Linked DNA regions of Pan troglodytes: region 1 is linked to region 2. The links are chromatin contacts, called in public HiChIP or PLAC-seq maps. All regions are on one chromosome and are shown on one strand. Each heading gives the region's core, a stretch centred on a gene start, on an enhancer-like site or on the middle of the called end of the contact. The rest is flanking DNA. Distances are from core to core; before and after follow the strand shown. Region 1 holds the start of PRRT3 (proline rich transmembrane protein 3). Region 2 holds the start of TTLL3 (tubulin tyrosine ligase like 3).

Region 1 (6,736 bases), core at 2,526-5,025, 140 kb after region 2:
ACATCCCCAACAGAGGTTCTCAGTTACTAGACAGAGCACTCCCTCTCCCCACACCCCAGCCATGCTCTCACCTGGCTGCAGGGCCCCCATGGGGCTCTCTGTTCGGTTTGCAGCTGGGCCAGGGTCTGAGGGACCAGGGATGAGAGACTTGGGGGTGCCTGGGGCCTCCACAGCTCCTCTCACCCGCTGGGGGGAGATGGGGACTGCTCCATTCATTGCTGCTCTCTCTGAAATGACAAAGCAGTCATCACCTTACCTGACCCTCCTATGGTCCTCCTAATCCCTCAGGATTGAGTCACAATCAACCTCATTTGCCACAAAGAGGAAAATGAGACCTAGAGGGACCCAGGGTCAAACAGAATTGAGGCATCCAGCTGCCCCAGAACATCGCTCAGCACACTCATTGATACCCACCTGGCTTAGACGGCCCATCAGGAGCTTCTGAGGCAGGTGGATCCGTGGGCTGGGGTCCTGGTGAATCCTTAGCGTCAGGGAGGTCAGCCTGCTTGGGCGGGGGACCTGGGGAGCTGACTTCCCAGGACACCTCAGCGCCAGCCCTCTTGGGGGTCTCAACCGGCAGCTCCTCAGCAGGAGGAAGGCTTCTGGCCAATGCCAAGTCTGGCTGGGCCCCTGGCTCCTGAGAGTACACCACCTCAACCGGGGGTACTGAGCCAACATCAGGGGCTGCTGGATCCTGCTGGGTGAAGAGGGGGCCTTGAGCTGCCTCCTGGAAGTGTTCCTCAAACCCACCCTGTCCTTCCAGCACTGGCCTCTTGACAGTACCTGAGTGGGGAACAAGGGTGTGGGGTGGGCCCTGGTGGTCTGAGGGAGAAGTGGGTGGGACCCTGCTCTTAGTTTTGGCCTTCAGACCCTCATCTCTAGGTGGCCACTGTCCCTCTTGGCCTTCATGCTGCAGGGAGGGAGGAACTGTGGCTACCCTGAGTTGACGTCTGGGAGTTGTGGGGATGAAAGTGAGATGAGGGTGGCCCACTGGGTGGGGAGCCACTGCTTCTTGCTTCAGAAGCTCTTGTGAGTCCAGAGGTCCTGTCCAGCCATGGGAGCTTGGTCCTTGAGCCATCTGGAGGTCATCAGTTACTGGGAGTCGTTCTCTCTGAGCTCCTTGTGCTGCTTTGGGCCCGTACAGGGCTGGGCCAAGGGGAGAGGCTACAGGCTTCTCAGGCATCTCTTCAGCAGGGGCGTGGCGGACATCAGAGTTCCTGTGACTGTCAGCTCTGGGGTTCTCCGGGAAGACGTCAAAGGCCTGGGGCTCTGAGCCCACAGAGCCCTTGGGGTGGGCTCCAGGGATCATAGTGATTTCGGAGTTTTCAAGTGGCCTGGGAAAGCCCCTCCCCAGGGCAGGGCCAGTCCCCAGGAGTGGCAGCAGCAACAACAGCAGAAGGCCACATACACAGCCCCATGGGCTGGAGGCCATGGTCTACTCCGATGCCTGGGCCTAAAGCCCCCACCTTCCAGTCCTCACTGGATGAGCCTAAAAAACAAACAGGGCATGGAATGACATGTGAGGGCTGGGGGCCCCCATGCCTTCCTCAAGGGGCTGGCAGGAAAGAAAAGCAACGCAAGGCAGCAGCTTCTCTGCTTTTAAAATTGCTGGACGTGGCACTTGCCCTGCTTTAAAACCTTCAGTGGCTCCCCATTTCCCTCAGGAAAGAACATAAGCTCCTCTCCTGGCCTTCCAAGACCCTGGCCACCGCAAGCTGTTCATCTGTCCTCCAACACCCACTGGACTGTGTGACTCCCATGCCTTTGCTTCTGCTGTTCCGTCAGCAGGGAATGCTCTCTCCCTTCCCCTTCACTTGCTGAAATCCTGTTCTTTTTGAGACGGAGTCTTGCTCTGTCGCTCAGGCTGGAGTGCAGTGGCGTGATCTCGGCTCACTGCAACCTCCACCTCCCAGGTTCAAGTGATTCTCCTGCTTCAGCCTCCCGAGTAGCTGGGGTTACAGACATGTGCCACCACACCTGGCTAATTTTTATATTTTTAATAGAGATGGGGTTTTGCCATGTTGGCAAGGCTAGTCTTGAACTCCTGACCTCAGGTAATCTGCCCATCTTGGCCTCCTAAAGTGCTGGGATTACAGGCATGAGCCACTGCGCCCTGCCTGAAATGTTATTCCTAAAGGCCCACTTCAAAAATGAGAGACGTGGAGAGGGAGAGGAATATGCACCGGCCTTTGGGGAGGGGCCTGAGTTTGAATCCCAGTGTCTTCATTTCTTGGGGGAGTCATTTTACCTCTCTGCATCATAGTTTTCCCATCAGTAAAATGGGGATAATAAGCATGCCTAACTCAAGGCATGAGACAAATAACCAAACAGGTATGGGCGAGGTTCATACCTGATGCTTGACAAGCGTTAGACATTCCTCTTCCCGCCTTCCTTCCCTCATCTTCCTGGGCACTTGTCACCCTGGTCTGATTCTATAATAATCTCCTGCCTCTTATTTCAAACCTGCAGCCTCCAGTATATACCTGGCCCCACGTGGATATCCCCTAAAAGTTCCTGTTCTCCAGAGCCTGTCAGTGGGCCAGGGAAGCAGGAAGGGGCCCCACCACCAGGAGAGGTTTCATGGAGGGTGCGAGAGCTGAAGCCTGGGTGTGTTTGGCGGCAGAGGCCCTGCTCTTTTCCTCTCTGGGGAGCAGCTGTCCCCAAAGCTTCCTGGCTCTTAACCCATGGTGGCTCACAGACACCTTAAGAAGCCACTGAAAACCCCTGGTGCTCTCCCGGGGAAAAGACCCAGGCTCACCGAAAGTTGTGAACAATTTCAAGGGGTTCAAAGACCTTTGAGTCCCATCCTCCAAACTCGAGTTTAGACTCTGTCTTAAAGCCTTGTTAGTTCATTTCTCAAACATTCACGGAGCCCCATGGGCTGCTCCTGGTCTAGGCTAGGTGCTGGGGGCCCAGAGACAGGGCTTTGCTCCAGGGTTGGGAGTAGGGGTGCGCTGAGACGCCCCTAACACAGGTACTGGCTAAAAACAGTGCTCCTGTGTTTAGTTCTTCCCCAGTGAGGCTCCTGCGCTGAGCTTAGCAACACGTCACTCCGCCCTCCCAATACAAGGTGTGGGAACAGCCATTTCACAGGGGGAAGAAACGGGGGTTCAGAGAGGGTGAGCAACTCCCCCAAGGTCACACAGCTGAGTGGACACAATCGGGGTTGTGAAACCCTCGGAGGCTCATCTTCCACAGGAGGTCCAAAAAGCTTTGCCGAGAAAACGGCTGAATGGGGCCTCCAAAGATAAACATGCCATCTGCCTACCACTGCCAACCCAAGAGATGTGGGCACCTGCGGACAAGGCGGGGGCTTGCCCAGCCCTGGGCTCCCACTCTGCTGGAGAGGCTGTGGGGGGTGGCGGATCTCTCTGCCGCAGGGACTGGGGAGAGGCCGGCCTGGGGGCAGGGCGAGGCCGTTGCGGGGCAGCCTCGGAGCTGGTCCATCTCGGGTTACCTCTCCTCCTCCTCCTTCTCCTCCTCCGTCTCCTCTCTCCCTGGCTCCGCGCCTTCCCGCAGTGTCCTGGATGGGGGTGGGCGCCGTGCAGGCCTGGTCGCCTGCGCCCGCGACGGGGGCAGCAGGCCACGCTCCCCGTCGGGGTCCCGCCATCGCCCCCTCCCTGGGCCAGCTCCTCACCTGCGCGCCGCAGCCCCCGTGTTCACCTTGCGCGCGTCCCTGCAGCCGATCGCCGCGCCGCATCCTCCGAGATGCTCAGACTCGGCTAACAGAGCCCGGCGCTGCCGATCGCGAGCCCGCCCACAGGAGCGCAGCCCTGCTTAACTCTTTCCCCTTAGGGGTGGACTCTTCTGTCAACCCCGACTTCCCCTCGCTCAGGGATTGTCAGGGCTCAGAGTGGAACCGAGGTCATCTCTGAGGGATGTGGAAATGTCTTCTGCAGCATCCCTGAAAACGGGGCAGCTAGCCTCTGCTTGCATACCTCATGGGACGGGGAGCTCACTTCCTTTCTATATCCCTACATCCTTTTAGGTAAATCCTACCTACAGCTTGGTATGTATCCTTCAGATTCTTTTCAATGTACAGTTACATGTACATCTTAAATAGAAATGACGTCATACTGTATACTTTTTTTTTTTTTTGAGACAGTCTTGCTCTGTCGCCCAGGCTGGAGTGCAGTGGCGTGATCTCGGCTCACTGCAACCTCCGCCTCCCAGGTTCAAGTGGTTCTCCTGCCTCAGCCTCCCTAGTAACCATGCCTGGCTAATTTTTATATTTTTAGTGGAGACAGGGTTTCACCATGTTGGCCAGGGTGGTCTCGAACTCCTGACCTCAGGTGATCAGCCCGCCTCGGACCCCCAAAGTGTTGGGATTACAGGCGTCAGCCACCGTGCCCAGCCACTGTACACATTTCTGTAATTTGTCTTTTTCTCTTTCACTTTCCAATATATTCTGGCACATTTTTCATGTAAATATCTATAGATCTATATCATTTCTTGTATCCACTGTTGAGAATTCCAGCATATGGTCAGCTAGTTATTGTTCTTTATCCTGTCCCCTGTGATTGGACATAGGTTGTTTCTAGCCTTTTGCTCGCAGGGGTAATGGAGCAGGGGCCATTCCTTGCTTAACACATCACTGTGCACGTACACTAGTGCACCTACCAGATAATTGCCTAGCCGAGGCATGGTAGTAAAATCTATGGGTCTGCATATGGGGCTGGTAGACACTGTCAAAATGTTCCTGGTCTTTCTTTGAACACCTGTTGATATAGTAAACATCCATTATTAGGCTCAATTCTTTAAAGGAAAGCCACACAGGAAATATATGTGGTTATCAAAAATGAGATAGGGCTGGGTGCAGTAGCTCACACCTGTAATCCCAGCACTTTGGGAGGCCTAGAGAGGAGGATCATTTTGAGCCCAGGAGTTCAAGACCAGCATGGGCAAGATGGTGAGACTTTAATTAAAAAACAAACAAACAAACAAAAAAACTAGCTGGGCGTGGTGGTACATGCCTGTAGTCCTACCTACTCCAGAGGCTGAGGCCGGAGAATCATTTGAGCCCAAGAGGTCAAGGTTGCAGTAAGCTATGGCCACTGGAGTGTCACTGGAGTGCATTGACCACTCTGTCCATTGACCACAAGCTGTGTCACTGGAGTGCAATGACCACTGCACTCCAGCCTGGGCAATAGAGTGAGACTGACAAAAAAAAAAAAAAGAAGAAGAAGAAGAAGAAGAAAATTTGGCCGGTATAATGGCTCATGCCTATATTCCCAGCACTTTGGGAGGCCAAGGCTGGAGGACTGCTTGAACCCAGGAGTTCGAGACCAGCCTGGGCAACATGGCAAAACCCCATCTCTACCAAAAAAAAAAAAAAAAAACAAATTAGCCAAGTGTGGTGGTGCGCACCTGGGTCCCAGATACTCAGGAGGGTTATGTGGGAGGATCACGTCAGTCCAGGAGCCAGAGGTTGCAGTGAGCCAAGGTCGCACCACCGCACTCCAGCCTGGGTGACAGAAAGAGACCCAGTATCAAATAAAAAATCAAATTTCACTTAAAAAAGAAAAAGAAAAAATTCTTCCTAGGGCTGAGCTGACATCTCCCTCCCAATGGCTTCCTACCTCTAGCTCTCACAGAAGAGCAATACTCAGGCCCCAGTTGTGTCTGACGTATTGCAGTTTGAAGAATATTCCATCCCTAATGGCTGGTAAATGGTGGGGCCTGCGTTCAGCTGCTTGACTCTGGGAGAGGGTGCAGGCCTTGCCCGTTTCACACATGACCTGACCAGCTCTGTTCTCCTTGTTGGAGCCACTTCAGAATTGTAAAGGCATCTCTCATTTCTCTAGAGTCTTCTTTCTCCAGAACAAACACTCCGAGTTTTTCAGCTGTTCCCTGCAGGACAGGATTCTGGGTTCTCACCATGTGGAAGAATCTCTTCTCTGTTTGCTTCTTACCAGCTCAACAATGCCCCTCTGAAAGTAGGACTCTTGGAAATGAACCTTGTTGGGAGTAAAGCTGAACCTTCACCTCTCCTTTCCAGGATTCTACTCCATTCATATGGCCTCACACTGAATTAATGTTTCTAGCAGCCACATCACTTTGTTACCCAATTGATCTAGTAGTAAAGTCTTCCCATCTCTTCATGTACAACTGGTTTATTGACTCTTAATGTAGGATTCTACATTTGTTTGTTGTTTATCTTGTTAGATCCAGCCTGTTGTTACAATCTTGTAGGAAGTTAACTGGATCCTGATTCTACATATAGCTGATTGACATTTTGGAGGGTTTTGCAATAACCATTTCCCTTCCTGACAGCATCCTAACTTCCTTTGAGGGACCTGTGTCTGTTCCCATGTGGGCAGTCTTGGCCAGAATGCAGTCCTAGGGCCCCCTACAGAAGCTGAGGAGTCTGGATCCTCCCTCTCACTTCCCCTTGTGAACTCGCTGGGAGCCTCCTTTGGAGATGTTGAGATTCCCTCCACAGGCTCAGAGCTGGCCCGGTTCCCTTCCTCAGTTTCTCCTGAGAAGGGCTGGTGTGTGAGTGCCTGACCTCCCAGTCCATGCAGGGCCATCTGGCTGCTTGCTGGCTGCCCTCTTTGGAACCAGGGGCCCCAATCCCATCGCGTTTCTAAACCACCAACCGGCAGGCATTCTGAGATTCCAAACAAATGCAAGAGAGATTAGGATCCCTTTGGCTAGAGACCAAGGTGAAAGCTGATCCTGTGGAAAGAGGAGACTGGCTGGGGTGGAGGTGAATGTAAGCGGGGAACACGAGGCG
Region 2 (6,665 bases), core at 3,607-6,106:
TACACACAGAATTCTCAGCGGGGTTCAGTTCCTTGGATCCAACCTAGACACCCTCCCCCAGAGCAGCTGGGCTGCTGACTGGAAGGGTATGTAGCTTGGCAGAAGATCACAGCCAGTGGGAAGCATGTGGATGAGTGGAGGACATGACCAGCTCAGTTCCCATGGGGTGCTAATTCTCTCCTGTTCCTTCTCTTCCCCCTCCCTACTGTCTTCTTCCCTAGGGGTATGATATCAGCTTTCTGATCACCAACTTCCACACAGAGCAGATGTACAAACACAAGTTGGTGGACTTTGTGATCCACTTCATGGAGGAGATTGACAAGGAGATCAGTGAGATGAAGCTGTCAGTCAATGCCCGTGCCCGCATTGTGGCTGAAGAGTTCCTTAAGAATGTGAGTAGGGGCCTTTAGCTTTCCTTCCAGAGGCCAGAGGATCTGGGGGTCATGTTGAGAACTTAGCATCTGGTGGGAAAGGGGTCCAAGCAGTGTGTTTATATCTCCTGAGCTCTCTAGGACCCCTGGGGCACAGCAGGTCAGTCAGGTGCTTTGGAGCTAGAGGATCCCAAGTTCATCTCTGAGAGCTACAAGGCATTTTCTATATTTGGGTGTCTGGGGTGGCTCTTAGTCTCTCGTAGGAACTTGGTCACTCATTTCTGCATCTCAGGATGTTCACAAAGTCCTTACCTCTATCTCGTTCAAACCCCAAGTGAGGTAAGTGAAGTCTGCATGTGAATTTTCTAGGAGTATAGGACAATCAATCATGTTATTCCACTTCTCAAATAGACTTCAGTACTTTCCTTCAGCATGTTTCTCAGGCTTAAATCATGATTCCTTCAACCTGTTTTCCATCACTTGCATGGCGTAAGTCCTCCAGATTCCTCTTACATTGTTTATGTCTTTCTAATTGAAAGCACTGTAGTCATCTGAAGAGGTAGAATTGTTTACATTGATGAACTGGTGACATCGTTCTTAGATGTTTAGATATTCAGAACATGCCTTTTTTTTCCTCCTTTTTCCAAACAATCTGGTTTGTTGACATGTGCCACCCAGAGTGGCTGTGATCTCTAGACGGTAGACTTAGTGTGTACTCCCACCAGTAAGTACATACCCAGTGCAGAAGGAGCTCAGATTCCTAAAAATGGAAATTATACCCGCTTCCCTTGGGATTTAATTATACTGAGGGTGGCCAGTGTACAGAGTAGCTGTGGTGGGTGCACAGGTCGGCATGGCTGTTCAGCTCACTCAGCTATGGAGGCAACCCACCTGTGTGGGAATCCAGGCTCCACCGCCTACTCAGGCATGTCACTGAACTCTCAACTAAGTCTCAGTTTCCTCAGCTGTGAAATGAAGGTCTGGTAATTAATACTTATCTTTCAGTGGTTGAGCATTAAATGAGACCATGTGTGTAAAACGTAGCACCTGGTACATAGTAAGCTTTCCGTGTATTGCAGCACCAAAATTTTATGGCCAGGATATTAGGAGTCCTCTAGATTGAACTGGAAGGGGAAAATAGCTCTTGTTCCAATTGAATATTTGGCTCACTCACTCAACAATCATTTACTTATTTATGATAATTACATCGCACAGAATTAGACCCCTAAAAAAGTATGTTCACATGTCCCATTTATTACTCAAAACAGTCTTTGAGTCAGCTATTATCGCCATGTTAGAGATTAATAAACTGGGGCTTTAGAAGTAAAAGCACCTGTCCGAAGTCCCTCAGCCAGTAAGAGGAGGAACCAGAATGTGGAGCTGGGTTTTCGGACTCAGAGGTCTAAGAAAGTACCATAGCCTTTGTCAAGGGTCACAAATTCAGGTGCATCCAAAGGTCGGGTAGCTATGGAGTGGGCTGAGTATGGAGTGGGCAGGGTGAGGAGCTGCTGAGCGCATGCCTCATGTGCAGGGGCTGGCTCCCACACAGCTCCAGGCCATTGAACCCCCAAATTTGGATTTGTATATGGCATCTTCCATGTTTTCAAGGTTGGCAACTAATTCATATTGTTTTAAACACCACGTGGGCCATGCAGTGCTCATCTTTGGGCTAGTTTCAGGCATGGGCCATTGGTTCACAACCTTTGGTCTCTAAAATGTGCAGGGCTGTCCTAGGCAGCATGGGGGACCTTGAGGGCAGAAAACATTTCAAGGGCCTGGCTTGGTTGGAGGTTCATCCAGAGCTTGACACAAAAGTACCAGAACCTGGGTCCTTTTCCACTTGGCCCTCTGAGTCCCCAGGCCCCTTGCATGAGAGCCCCCATGCCTAAAGAAAGCAACCTCAGTTCACCAGGCAGGACGCTGGCAGGGCTTTCTAGCAGCCTCCATGCCAGGGCACAAGGGCGCTGTGGAGAAGCTCTCATGGCTCTTAATTTTTCTGCCTTATCTAGTGCTAGGCTTAGGGCCGGTGCCCATAGGTCACTTCTGAAAGCTGGCTGAATTAGAGCATGACCACAAGGTGTCCTGGGACCCAACTCTGCCCCTCACAGATATGAGCACAGTGGCAGCTCTCAGGTTCATGCACCTCCTTAGAGCAGTCCCACCAGGATGCAATAATAACCACCATGCACTGCCTCTTGGTTCTCTTGACAGTTTTAAACCATCTGGCTGGATCTCGTGGCCTTCCCCCTCAGACTACCCATGTCTCCACGAAGGCGTCCTGGAGTCACTCCCCAGAGCAGCGCGGCGGCGGCAGGGAGTTGGGTTGGGGTGGGCATTCGATGCGGGAGGTGGGTAGTGTGCTTGCTAGGTGGGCAAGAAAGCAGCAGTGGACCTGCCCCAAGGCCACACGTGCCTGGTCAGGCTGGCTTCTGATGTTCAGTCCCCTGGGCCGGGACAGATTTTTTTTAACGTCTTGAAACTTAAACTCTGTGCTTGTAGGATACTGTAACCTTTTTGTCTTTTTTTTTTTTTTTTTTTTAAACCTCCACCTCCAGTGGCTGTGACTGGTCCCAGTGATTATACGTTATTGGTTGCTGTGGGTCTGGGCGGGCCTGGAGCCAGAAGGCGACTTATTTTTTCTCTCCTATGCCACCCCAGGTGGGGAGGGAGGGAGGTTTCAGACTCCAGTTTCTCCCTTGCCCTTTTATTCCCAAGCCTCCTTGGCCCCAGTATAAGTGTTGGGAACTCTCTGCCAGCTTCCTGAGTTCTGCCTAAAGATGGCCCCCCAGCACTGGTTGGGGACAAGGGCCAAATTGGTGACCACCAGTCATGCCTAGGACCTGGGGCCCAAAAGCCAGGCAACCTCTGGCTACAGGGGCCATTGGGTGCCCTCCCAGTTGAGAGGGGCCGCTGTTTCGCCTTGTCCGTCAGTGCCAGTGCCTGTGCCAGAGGTGGCGAGGTGAGTCCTCCAGAGCTTCCTGGCCGGGCCCTCCTCCTGCCTGTTCTGGCTCCTCTGCTCCCACGCTAGCTGTCCCTTTTCTGATTCTGGTGGATCCTCCCTCCCCTAATTAAAGTCTCTTTTTGCCCCTTTGGGGCTGCATGAGGTCTATGCTGTGTGTGTGTGTGAAAGGAGGGGAGGTGGGGCTTCTTTTCCCTGAGACCAGATGGCTGGTAATTGTGCCTGGAGCTCCCCACTGGGTGCAGTCTCATGATTGGTCCTGCCATTATTCCTGCCAAGGGTCCCAACCCAGAGACTCCATTCATTGCAGTCCAGGCACCATTAATTTCTGAAACTGCTCTGTCTGCCTATACAGAGCTTTGGTGCTTTTCACATAAGGAACTTACTTGGGCTAAAAAGTAACCTCAGAGAAACAGTGCTCCCATTTGGTGGATAAGGAAACTGAGGTTCCAAACATGAGATGTAATAGCTTGCCCTAAATCTAGCCAGTGAGCAAGAGAGTAGACTTTTGCCTGTGCCAAAACAGTAATCACCATCCACAAGTGGCTATTTAAATTTTAATTATTACAATTAAATAAAGTTTAAAATCCAGTTCCCCAGTCCCACTGGCAACTTAACAGCTACCAGTGACTGTACCATATATAACAGCATATATAGACATACAGCATATACAACACATACATAGAGATTCCCATCATTGCAGAAAGTTCCATTGGATAGTACTAGACCTTAGTAACACCTTGAAGTAAAAAGACAAAAAACCCTTGTGTTTGAGTCCTGATTCTTCTTGCCAAATTTGGCCAAGTTACTTCTATTTTGTGTCTCAGTTTCTTAGTCTATGAAGTGGAGATAATGAATATAAACAATCTGACACGGTCGCTGCTACACAGGTACTGACTGAACTATATTTTTTCCACCAGCCCAGTGGCTGGGCTGTTGAATAATTTCCAGTGTTCATGATGTTTATCCTTGCCTTGAGACTTGGAGGTCCAGGAAAAGGGCTGGGTGTGTAAAAGGTTCACTGAAGTGTTTCATATTTAATATTGGAAGTCTGGGGGCCAAGGGGTAAATATAGGAGTGGGTGTCAGGGTAAGCTTCAAGAAGGGTTAACCTTTGAGCTGAGCTTTCAAAAGGGATTCCTCCAGATGGCCAGAGGGGTTTCTTCTGATGGGGTGGACAAGGTGATGTTAAAGGGAGGAGGGGGTAAGGGCAACAACTTGGAACAGCTATTGCCCCCCTCCTCCCCCCCCTTTTTTTTTTTTCATTTTTGAGACAGGGTCTCGCTTTGTTACCCAGGCTGGAGTGCAATGGCGCAAGCATGGCTCACTGCAGCCTCAGCTTCCCCAGGCTCAAGTGATTCTCCCACCTCAGCTTCCTGAGTAGCTGGGACCACAGGCCTGTGCCACCACGCCCAGCTAATTTTTTTGTTTTTGTTTTTTGTTTTTTTTTAGGTCTCACTATGTTTCCTCGGCTGCCTTGGGTGATCCCCCCGCCTCAGCCTCCCAAAGTGCTATCATCTCCTTTATGACATTACCTCTGTGACCTACCTCGCCACCCCTCTGAATTAGGTGTTCCCTCCTCCAGGGCACATGGCTATGTTCTAGCTTTGCAGTGAATGTTAAAGGTGCTCACAGTGAAACTGGGTGACTAATAGGATATAGCAGCTGGTCACTCAACAACCCTCACAGGACAGCATTGCCTGGGTGAGCCAGCCACAAACCTCATTTGTCATGTATCTCTCTCCCAGGGTCCAAATTCCCTAAATCACCTTTCCTGGGGGGCGTGCTTTTCGGGAAGTCCAGCCATCAGCTAAAGGGGAGTTGGGGTCAGCTGGACAGGAAGGTGGGGGATCCACCTTCACTCTTAAGAGCACATCTACCCAGTGACTAACAAAGCTGGGCTCTTACTAGGACACTCTCTTCGACTCTGCCTGCGGGGGCACTGCTAGAGTTTGCCTCTCAAACTGTCCCTGTGTGGTCCTTCTGTGACTAGCAGGCAACCTGAGTGATAACAGGTGTTTAAGGGACAGGCTTTGGAGTCAGACCTGGGTTCCAGTGCTGCCTCTGCTCTGTGATTTGAGGCAAATTGTTTAACATCTTGGAGCCTTACCTCCCCTGTGACTTTTGAGGATAATATTTTGCCAGTGCTTCCAAAAAGGTTGCTTGCAGTCTTAGCCTGGGGGCCAGGCATAACTGTTCTGAACTATTACATTTCTTTCGCAGTTGACTCAAATGATTGTTTTTCCATTTCCGGTTTCTGGGGAGGGTGTGCTCTGCACCTTCTTGTTATATGCTGCCCTCGCTAAGGACCTTACCCTAGGCCCAGCTGCCAGGCCCAGCAGGTCTGATCTGGCCTCACCAGGCTCCAGCCACCCTGGCTGTCTTGTGGTTTGCACAAAGGTTCTTACCCTTCTCAGGGCTGTTGCTGGGACTGTCCCTTCCCTGAAGTGCAGTTCCTCCCCTTTCCCTGGTGACTCCTGACTCCTGGCATTTACACCTTCAGCTTAAATGCGCCACTTTATCTAAAATGCGCCCCCTTCCTGGTTTCACCTCTGCTTGTTCATTGCCCTTATTATACCTGTAAACTATTCTCTTCCTTTGTTACTTGCTTTTTATTCCCCTCACACTGGGCTTTAGTAAGCTCCATGAGGTCAGGGGCCATTTGTTAGCGCCTATAAATACTGTGGAATCACTCAAACCCTAGGGCCGGTGGCACCAGGAAGTATTGGATAAGGAACCGCAACACTAACTAACTGGGGCCCAGTGCTCTCTTCCGCCTTCAGTGCCCTGCTCATCAAGGGTCTGGGTGAGGCCCCAGGTCATAAGGAAGCCCTCGCTCGACTGCCCCGAGCCCCATCGCAGCCCCCAACCAGCCCCGAGCGGTCTGATGGTGCCCAGGGAATGGTTTCCAAGGCAATAGCAAACGGGGCGGGGCTTGGAACGGAGGACAAGGCTCGAGCCTAGGCAGGAACTTCCCGGGAGAGGAGGCGGCGACGCGGAGGGCCGCGGGATCAGGGGCCCTGGGAGGGCGAGCGCGGCGAGGGGCGCATGCAGTGCCCCGACGCGCCACTGCTCCTGAGCGCGGGGGAGCTGGGGCCCGGGCGCCGGGGCTCGGCCTCCTGGTACCGCCAGGAGGGCGGCGCGGTGTGCAACTGGCTGCGGAAGCCGCAGCCGCTCGAGCCACGCACCAGTTTCCCCTCGGCGCGCCGCTCCGAGTTCCGTCCACCCAGGAGGCTGCCATGGGCCGGCCCTGCCTCTGCCCAGTCCGAGGAGGGTCACGCAGGCGGCAGATGCCAGGCGGGCAGCCCCGCCCCTGCGCGCCGCCTCAGCGGCGCC

The links. HiChIP or PLAC-seq counts read pairs in DNA pulled down with a chosen protein or histone mark.
Region 1: an H3K4me3 HiChIP or PLAC-seq map of stem cell-derived excitatory neurons shows a contact between it and region 2, with 4 times the contacts expected there. The contact joins the promoter of PRRT3 here to the promoter of TTLL3 in region 2. A contact is called at or near these places in 2 of 7 Hi-C or Micro-C datasets (induced pluripotent stem cells and stem cell-derived neural progenitor cells) and 1 of 1 datasets of contacts at active chromatin or transcription factors (stem cell-derived excitatory neurons).

The regions. Positions count from the first base shown.
Region 1 is chr2:13,978,365-13,985,100 of NHGRI_mPanTro3-v2.0_pri, forward strand. PRRT3 (proline rich transmembrane protein 3) reads right to left here and starts at 3,776. Exons shown (of 5, transcript XR_001713166.4): 1 at 3,638-3,776; 2 at 415-1,489; 3 at 72-227. It overlaps LOC112208615 (a long non-coding RNA gene), which reads left to right. Exons shown (of 4, transcript XR_002943082.3): 4 at 5,805-6,103.
Region 2 is chr2:13,840,562-13,847,226 of NHGRI_mPanTro3-v2.0_pri, forward strand. TTLL3 (tubulin tyrosine ligase like 3) reads left to right here and starts at 4,857. Exons shown (of 13, transcript XM_063805359.1): 1 at 4,857-5,033. ARPC4 (actin related protein 2/3 complex subunit 4) reads left to right here. Exons shown (of 7, transcript XM_063805389.1): 6 at 222-392; 7 at 2,583-3,478. The coding sequence ends at 2,588.